Regions from separate parts of the Gossypium hirsutum genome. Here region 1 is linked to region 2. The links are chromatin contacts, called in public Hi-C maps. All regions are on one chromosome and are shown on one strand. The core of a region is the stretch at or near the end of the contact, and the rest is flanking DNA. Distances in the headings are between cores, read along the strand shown.

Evidence for each region. Hi-C and Micro-C count contacts between places; a contact is called where the count stands out from the background.
Region 1: a Hi-C map of leaf shows a contact between it and region 2, with 2.5 times the contacts expected there. The contact joins the enhancer-like site here to the promoter of LOC107962253 in region 2. A contact is called at or near these places in 10 of 34 Hi-C or Micro-C datasets (callus, leaf and petal).

The regions. Positions count from the first base shown.
Region 1 is chrA06:105,903,203-105,907,631 of Gossypium_hirsutum_v2.1, forward strand. It overlaps the pseudogene LOC107962252. Among protein-coding and RNA genes, the nearest start is that of LOC107962253, 120 kb to the left of the region's middle. Within about 2 kb of position 1,754, at least 7 of the 9 cell types and tissues checked have an H3K27ac peak or open chromatin away from gene starts, as enhancers often do. A contact at or near this core is called in leaf, where this site is marked.
Region 2 is chrA06:105,780,040-105,784,540 of Gossypium_hirsutum_v2.1, forward strand. It overlaps LOC107962253 (guanylate-binding protein 1), which reads right to left and starts at 2,159. Exons shown (of 14, transcript XM_016898571.2): 1 at 1,555-2,159; 2 at 708-869; 3 at 553-618; 4 at 298-441; 5 at 39-152. The coding sequence starts at 1,821.

The DNA.
Region 1 (4,429 bases), core at 504-3,003, 120 kb after region 2:
AAAATTCTCTTTGAATTTTTTTTTTAAGAATTTCTTTTGAGTTTTCTTTTAAAATAGTTTTAATAATCTTTTTAGATTGCGAGCAGATATGAGCAAAACTCAATTCGATTCGAAAAATTGAAAAAAAAAATGAATTTTGAGTTATTCGAATTATTCGAGTGAACTCGAATAACTCAATTCCAGTTTCGAGTTCAAAATGACTTGAATTTCATCATTCAAATAACTCAAATAATTCGAATAACAGATTGGTATAATTACTATCTTGGTCCTTGTCAACTTTGAAAATAAGCAAATTGATCTTTATTAACAAAAATTACAAAATAATTAAAATAATTTTTAAAATTCAAAATATTTATAAAAATTTCAAATTTTATATTGTTAAAAAATTCTAAAAATATAAAAAAGTAAAAATTTTAAAAATTTTCTAAAATAATAATTTTGGGACCTAATTAATGATTCAAATGTATCATGCTCAAGTATCTTCTTTTTTTTTTTTTTTGCTTTGAAATTTTTTTCAAATATATATGGTTTTAAGTTTGTGTGCTCTAACATGGAATTAGTCATACTGTAACAATATTTTTATTTGACATATTTAAACTTTTAAATTTAACTCGAACAATTTCACTCGATTTGACTCGAATTAGTTTCACTCGATTCGAAAATTTTTTGAATTGAGTTAGAATGATAAAATAGGACTTGTGAACTCGATTAACTTGAATTTTTTTTACTCGATTCGATTGAACGCTCACCCCTAATTGTGAGGATCATCTTCAAGTTTTTTCTTGCCAAATTTTCTGTTTTGGAGGAAAAATTAGAGCCGTTTAAAGAGCATTGTGAATTCATCAGGTTTCCAATACTACTTAAAACTTCTACCCATCATCTTAATTATTCTATGTTCTGTATTTTCATTTTTATTCTATTTTTTCCCTGTTTAATTATTCAAATCTTTAATTTATTTATTTATTTATCTTAATTATCTATTCCTTTAATATTTTTAGATCTAACTTGAATTTGTATATGTTTCAAGTTGAATCAAACTCTGAGTTTTTCATTCGTCTAGGACCCTGGACCAAATCTATGACTTAGACAAACTTATGATCCTCTTCCGCACACGCCCATCTATATGAACATTTATCGAGAAAAATCATTCTACAAGCTTGGTAGACTGTTGTTCATTCGCATCAATTTTTTTTTAATTAGAATTAGTTGAAAATAACTTTTTTTATTTACCAGGTAACTATTTACAACACATATTTAGCTGGAAGTAACTGTTTTCGATAGAATTTTTAGCTGAACAGCTCGAATCTTTTCAGTTTTAAGCCTCTGGTTTGGGCAACTTAGGCTTTGTTTTGTGCAAAGGGTTTAGCCACCTTTGTGCCCTCTAGTATTCGAGAGATTGGTGTGAGCTAATATATAACCACTCTATTTTTGTGGTCTGGGGAGCTCCCAATTCACTCTATTGCAAACAATGGGTATCAATGCATTAGCTAGAGTCGTGAAGGGCTTTAATTTCCGGAGTTTTGTTTTAGGGTCACTTTTGAATTCTTTTCCGGGATTTACAAAGTTGGTTCCCATTCCATATGGCTAGTCCGTGGTCATGCGTGCATACCTAATCCTTTTCATGTGTTAACTCTTGAGTTTCAATTGTTTATTTTGTTGTTAAAGGTTTTTAAAGCCTTATGCTATGTGGGCTTCAGGCATTTGTTGTTATGTTATTTTACATCAACGGAAATTTATTTCGCACGGAAAATTTGGGACAGTCAACTCTTCGTGGACCTTATCTAGTATGTAGGTGGATTGGGTGCCGTCAGATTTTGACGGTAAGTTACCGACTTATTCTGGCATTTAAACTCGAAGTCAACATTTCTGATTTGTCTTCAAATAATATGTTACTAACGTGCGTGCACTAAATTTTTGTACGGTGATGTCCAGGTAGATGATGATGCCCCCATGGAAGAGAGTTAAAGGCATGGGCCTACGCCTTGATCAAGGTATCAGGACTCGGTTTTGCTGGCTGTTTGGCCCAATACATTGTTTCCTCACCAGCTTATTACAGGGTTGTGCTTCAAGAAACATGACAATCTCCAGGTCTGCAGTGGGGGTTGGTCAGACTCAACCGTGGAAATATACAATAGAACAGCTTAGGTTTTAGAATAGAAAACCATCAGAAAGCTTAATACTTGCAGTTTAAGATAAACTCCAAGTGGTTTAATAAAATATTTACAAAAATTTTCAATTTTAGGTCATAACGCTAGATTCATAGAATCAAAATAAACAATCACTTCACCAACTGTAGGCATCTTCTTGCAGCAGCATATTCATCAGTATAGAAGTCGAGACTCAAAACATAGTCTCGATTTTAATAACACCACCACCTTGAAAGTCCGCCAACAGCTTGAAAGCTTACCACAAAAATGAAACATTTTTCCAACCAACCACTCTTCAAGTTGTATGAAACCTCTTTATCCACAGCAAAGGCACCGTGGAATCTAATGCTTCCAGGTTTTCAACTTGATTGTAAAACGCTCTATTTCCCTGTCTATGGAACTCATTTGTGGATCTGCCTTTCACGACTAGTCTACAATGCAATATCTAAAACCATATCTCTGACAGCATAGAGATTGCTTACTTCAGTATAATTGCTTCCAACTGTGTCCGTCACCGACGAAGGCTTTGGGTGAAACTCTTCCCTAACACAAGGTAAAATCGCTCCAGGCGCCAATGATGAGGTTGCTTGTACCACGTCTTCTTCCTTGCTAGCATCATGTCTTCCCTCAGTCAAGGAGAAACCGAAAAGTCTGCAGCTACTTTTACAGGAGGAATCTAATTCTTGACTAGTCCTGAATACTGGTTGAGCTGCTAGAGGTGGAGCAAAACCAAGTTGAACAGAACCAATAGAATGACCGAATAAATCTGTGCTTCCAAGATCCCTCGCACGGGAATCATGTTCACTGGATGAAGATGGAAATAGCTTTCCCTTGTATATTTCAGGTGCATGAAAAGAACTTTGTTTGTTAACTCCCTGTTCCCTTTTTTGGTTATTAGAATTATAAATAGGACTGAAATTCAGAATTGGATTGCTCACTTGTAGGAACGTTAACACTGAAGATGGTGAGGACGTTTGTGTAGATGGTGCAGATGGTCGTGTACGACTATGAGTATTATACCTCTGCATCAAGGAAGACCATCCACTTCTAGTTCCCGACAGCTGACCAACATCAGCAAGACCAAAAGCGTCATTTTCTTGAGTTTCATCTGCAGTTGAACCATTTCTATATGGAGGGGACACAAAAATTTCTTGACCTTGCAAGACCTTATGGAATCGGAAAGATTCCCCAAAGCCTACACTTTTACGGGAAATATCAGGACTCACCAGTGAGTCTCTACCAATATTTCCTATTGCAGAAAAATCAGAACCAATAGAACCAGGAATGCAACCCTTATTTCAGACCAATGCATATTCGGACTATCAGAACCATCATAAAGAGAGTTAAAACCCAGATTTTCTTGAACTTGCAATACCTGGGACCACAAAGACTCCCCAAAGTCTGATGCTCTAATTCCATCTGTTAAAAGAACGGACTATGTCAAATACTATCGTTTGACACAAAAGAGAGTATTAGTTATGCAGAAAAACCTACCAGGAACCATAAATTCAGAATTTCCTGAAGGAAATCCAACTCGGTTCCTTTTTGAACCAGGAGAGATCAAGCTGTTAGAACCGGAAACTGAACCAGATGGCTCAATTTCCCAGGGAGAAACCCTACTATGCCTGTTGGCATCAATATCATCCCACCTTACCTACAAAAAATGAGCCAGAACTTTTAAATTGTCCCTAGCCAGAAAGAAATATTAGATTGACTCTAGTAAATTTCTGATAAAAATCATAAACTAATGAGACTTTCAACATATTTTCTAACAGGGATGACAAAGCATCAAGACCATGTCTAAGCAATCCAAAACAATCATGCTAAGATCCACAAGTTGACAAACTCAACATCATATTTCAGTTTCAGAAGTACAAGGACCTTCCATATGTACTTCCCTAGGTACATAGTGTTTTAGTAGTTATAACGATTACTTCCTAGAAACAGCAAGGCAGGAACTATTATACAACAAAAGATTTACCAACTTAACTTCCAAGGATGGATAGAGACGAGGGTTAAAAAAGTAACAGGAATGATTAAGAGTTATGCATAATTACTGTGGCAAAGGGTTAACAGATAAACCCTTTTTTCTACTAATAACCTGACAGTTAGGTGTCAACAGGAACATTATTCTGACAATAGTATACGCTTACGACCAAAAGACACTCAAATTAGAAACTTGTACGATACTATATCATATATAAGCAAGTGCTGCTATACCATCAGGCATCTCCATTTTGAACCAGGCCATTGAACAGGATTTATATCACTAATTCCAGTTA
Region 2 (4,501 bases), core at 909-3,408:
CTTTTACTTCACTAATTAAAATTTATGTTAAGACTTGCCTCATTTTTGGCAGCTATATCCTTCCCACTACCTTGAACTGGCCGCAAAGCAAGTTCTAGGTAGTCACGGGGAGTTATTTTCCTATTATCCTCCACCAAATCCAGATAAAAATCCTGCAAGAAGAATATTTTAAAATATAGAACTTAAGAAAGTAGATTTGACAACCATAAGAACATAACATCCATAATAAAGAACTAAACACAGGATAACCAACAATAAAACAGATTTTAAATGGGTCTGTTTGTAGTCAAATATTACCCTTAGAAGCCAAACAAAGATGGGGGAGAATTGCCCTAGTTCAGAAGCTGAGGTTGTTCTTCCTCCAGCTTTAACTCGAATATGTTTTGTCATCTGAGTGACAAGAGAAAGACGATCCAGTGCAGCTTCATCTATACCTCCCATCTAAATATCAGAAGTAGACAATCAAAACTTGGGGAAATGGTAAAAAGACCCTCGTTAACAAGCCAGTCCAAAGGAAAAAAATATCAATACTTTCTTTAATAAAATACAGACCTGGTTGTAGATGAACATACTAGATAAGAGGACAGCTAATGAAAAAATCTGTGTGCTGTATGTTCCCTGTCAAGTTTACAAGATACAAGCATAAGTCAAAACAATCAAACTACTTAATAACCAATCCATTGTCAAAAAGGTAAGCGAAAACAAACTGTTTGATCATAGGCATCTATTCCTTCAGAATCTAACAGCAAAAGATTGTACTCAGTTCCATCAAGAGCAGTTCTCTTTAATGGTGCACTCCACAACCAAAGCCCTTTTGTACACGGACGATGAGTTGGTGCTACTTGAAATCCACTACTCCTTCCAAGTAGCTATAGCAAATAAAAAATAAAAAATCAAAGGCTGATTCAAAAAAAAAAAAAACAGATGCCATACAAGGTTCAATTAGGGAAAATCATTTACAATTACATAATATTTAACCATGAAACCAAACATAGCTCAAATATCCACCCTCTCCAAAGATTGAGAACAAAAGGATACAAGCTAAACCATCTCAAATCTAGGTCTATCGAAAATGATAAACAGCTGGTCAGACTTGGATCATTCAACTAAGTTTTATAGTAGCATTTGCATTAAACTCCCATGCACAGAGTGAACATGTTCACATCGGACGCATAAATATAAGTATCTCTTCACTCATGCTCGCTTATAAATTGTAACTCAGAAACTATAATTACCTCTACCTAAGATCTTTCTAGAAAGCATAGTACTCAACCTCGTTGGTTGTATCTTTATAAGCTGAAATGCACTTGCAGAAACTTAAATTTGATGTTGATATCACGGGTATAATAAATGAAGGCTTCTAAAAACAGAAAATTTAAACCAAAATGCTACATTCCACACTTGATCCCTTTAAACCCCTAAATTTACGGCATCCCTACTACTAAAATCACAAACCTTAGAATTCGTTATTTCGCCTACGAAAACACCGAAAGAACATAAATTTCCTCCAATTTGTCTTCAAAACAAGTAAACAGAAAATACAAATAAAATTACCTGATTTAAAATAAAGCTCTTGCCTTGACGAGCCCGGCCACAGACCGAAACGACCCCAATTGGTTCCTTAACAAGCTGCAAAGCCGCGACCGCTTCCGGATCCATCCGGAACTTCCCTTTCTCGTCACAGTACAACAACCGAATCGGCCTTGCGGGACCAGTCACCGGGGCGGCCGACACAGACGCTGATGCAGACGCCGAATGACCGAATGACTGCGGCGACACATCGACGGTGGAGTCCTTTCCCATACCAAAAAATCTCATCATCTTTTCTTGAGATCCTGCGTTGTTCACTTAATTTTTCTCTCTAATTTCTCTTCGCTTTTGATTCTAATTTAGAAAGTTTATTGGGGACTATGTTCTTGCAACGTTATATTGGGTTTTCCACCCCACAGAGAAAGGTTTCAAATTGGGGAGGGAAATGAAGCGATACACGCTTATGGGCTTTTATTATTTTATATTGATGGTGATGAATACGAAATTACGCTGATGTACTTGATTTCTTTGTTTAATGCGCGTGTAGCGTAAGGGTGTTTTAGTCTTTCCATTTGCTTAGTCTCATACGCTGAACGACAGCTTGTTAATAAAGGAGTTTTCGGATTTTCTTTTTATTCAAGAGTTTATTCTTTTAGGTTTTTTTTTTTTTTTGGTGGCCAAGAGTTTATTCTTTTAGTTTATTTCTTACTTCCTTCTTGACTTTAGTCTTTATTAATGAATATAAAACTAAGATATTTTTTAACCCCAAAGAAAACTAAGTTATGTATAAAAAGGATAAACTGTCAAAATAATCACTTTTATTTGTATTAGGTTGTATTTTAATTATTTATATTTAAAATGTTACATTTTAGTCACTTATATTTTCATTTTGTTACGAAATGGTCATTCTGTCGTTAAGATCTATTACCTTCTAAACGATAGTCCAATGTGGTAATTAAAATGGGTTTTAAATACCATCGTAGATGTCCAACCAAATAATTAATTATTTTTTAATTAAATAAACTTAATTGATTGAATTTTCTAAATTAATTAAAAGAAAATATTAATTTGGTTTCCCGAAATAATCAAGACCAATACATTAGATTCATCCTTGAACCGGAAAAAAAATAACACTTAGTCTGTTTTGGTTTTTGCTTCCATTTCAACTAAAAAAAATCATTCATTTTCATAATTATCTTTATTGAACCAAAATAGTAGAAAGTAAATTAACAAAAAAAAAGTCAAATGTTGCTTCTTTTTAGACTGGAGCAAATTGGGTTTTAGGGCAAAATTTTATATTCTAGTCTTAGTAAAAAAAATTAATTTTTCTCATCCACGTTAGCATTTAAAACCCATTTTAATTATCATGTCAGATTGCCATTTGGGAGGTGACAAATATTAATGGCAGAGTGACCATTTCGTAACAAAATGATAATGTAAGTGGCTAAAACGTAACATTTCAAATATAAGTGACTAAAATATAACCCAAGGCAAATAAAAGTGACTATTTTAATCATTTATCCTTAACAAAAAGTAAATAAATAAAAATATATCAAAATATCAAAATTAATATAATGCAACTTGTTAAATTATTAAATACATACAATATCAACTTTAAATATAATTATAACATAAGGTAATACAAATGTAAATAAATACCTATAATAACAAGACGAGGGAATTTGGTCTTAATGGTCCCAATTATAAAATAACCTTTGTAATATGACAATTTCCAGCGAAATCAATTGAGGCCATAACATTATAAAAGTTGGTTAAATAGTCTTAAATCATGCATTTGATGCCTTTAGTCTTTTGCCTCAATTTTGCTTAAACAATGATACGATTTCATTTAATAGAGAAAAGGATTACAAAATCGAGAAACAAAATCCCATACAAACAGAGGCCACCATGGCCTAGTCCAGTATAGAAACAAAGCCCTCAAAGAAATGTAATACTATTACATCACGTTTGATTAGGGTGAATAGAATAAGGTTGTAATAGAATAAAATTGTAATCAATAATTTAATTATTTAGCTCAATGGAATTGAATAACAATTGAATAGAGTTGTAATAGTATTCTTGGATTTGGTTGGATGGAATAACTGTTGTAATAGTATAAGAAAAAATACTTAAATGACTAGAATACCCTTAGCATAATTTTTGTTAGGTAGATGATTATTGTTATTGTTATTAAATTTTAATAAGATTATTATTAAATATAATTTAATAAAAATATAAATTAAATAATTTAATCATATTTTAACATAATTATTATTAAATACAATTTAATAAAATAATATATAATTTAATAACATTATTAATATAATTATTATTAAAATATGAATTAACAAAAATCATAATAAATAATTTAATCATATTTTAACATAATTATTAAATACAATTTAATAGAATAATATATAATTTAATTACATTCTTAATATTTTAGACAAATGACTATATTTTTTCAAATTTGGGTCATTCTATTTCTTGTCGTTGTTCACTTGTCCATTGAATCAAATGTAAGGATAATGTTAGAAAATGTCACAAAGAAAAGCAAAAGTGTAAAAGGATAAAATTACAATATGTAAGCGTTGAAAGTTAAATTTTTTATAATCAAAGATTAAATTGGCATTACTATAAATGTTAAGGATTAAAGTTGTTATTATACCAATTTTAAAAGCTACCGCATCAATTTTCCATTAGTTACTTAATGGCTAGTGACTGTAAGTAAAATAATTAAATAATTAAGTGACCATTTTATAACTTTTTAAATTGAGAGACCAAAAAAAAACTTTCTAATAGATATATGATTACCAATGAAATTTACTCAATATTCCATTACTTTATATATTCAAATTTGACAAGGACCAATTCTTAAACCACTTTACTCCAATATACTTAGATTACATTTTTATTACAATACAAGTTCAAACTTAAACACCCACAAATGGTAGAAACATGAATTTGTTGA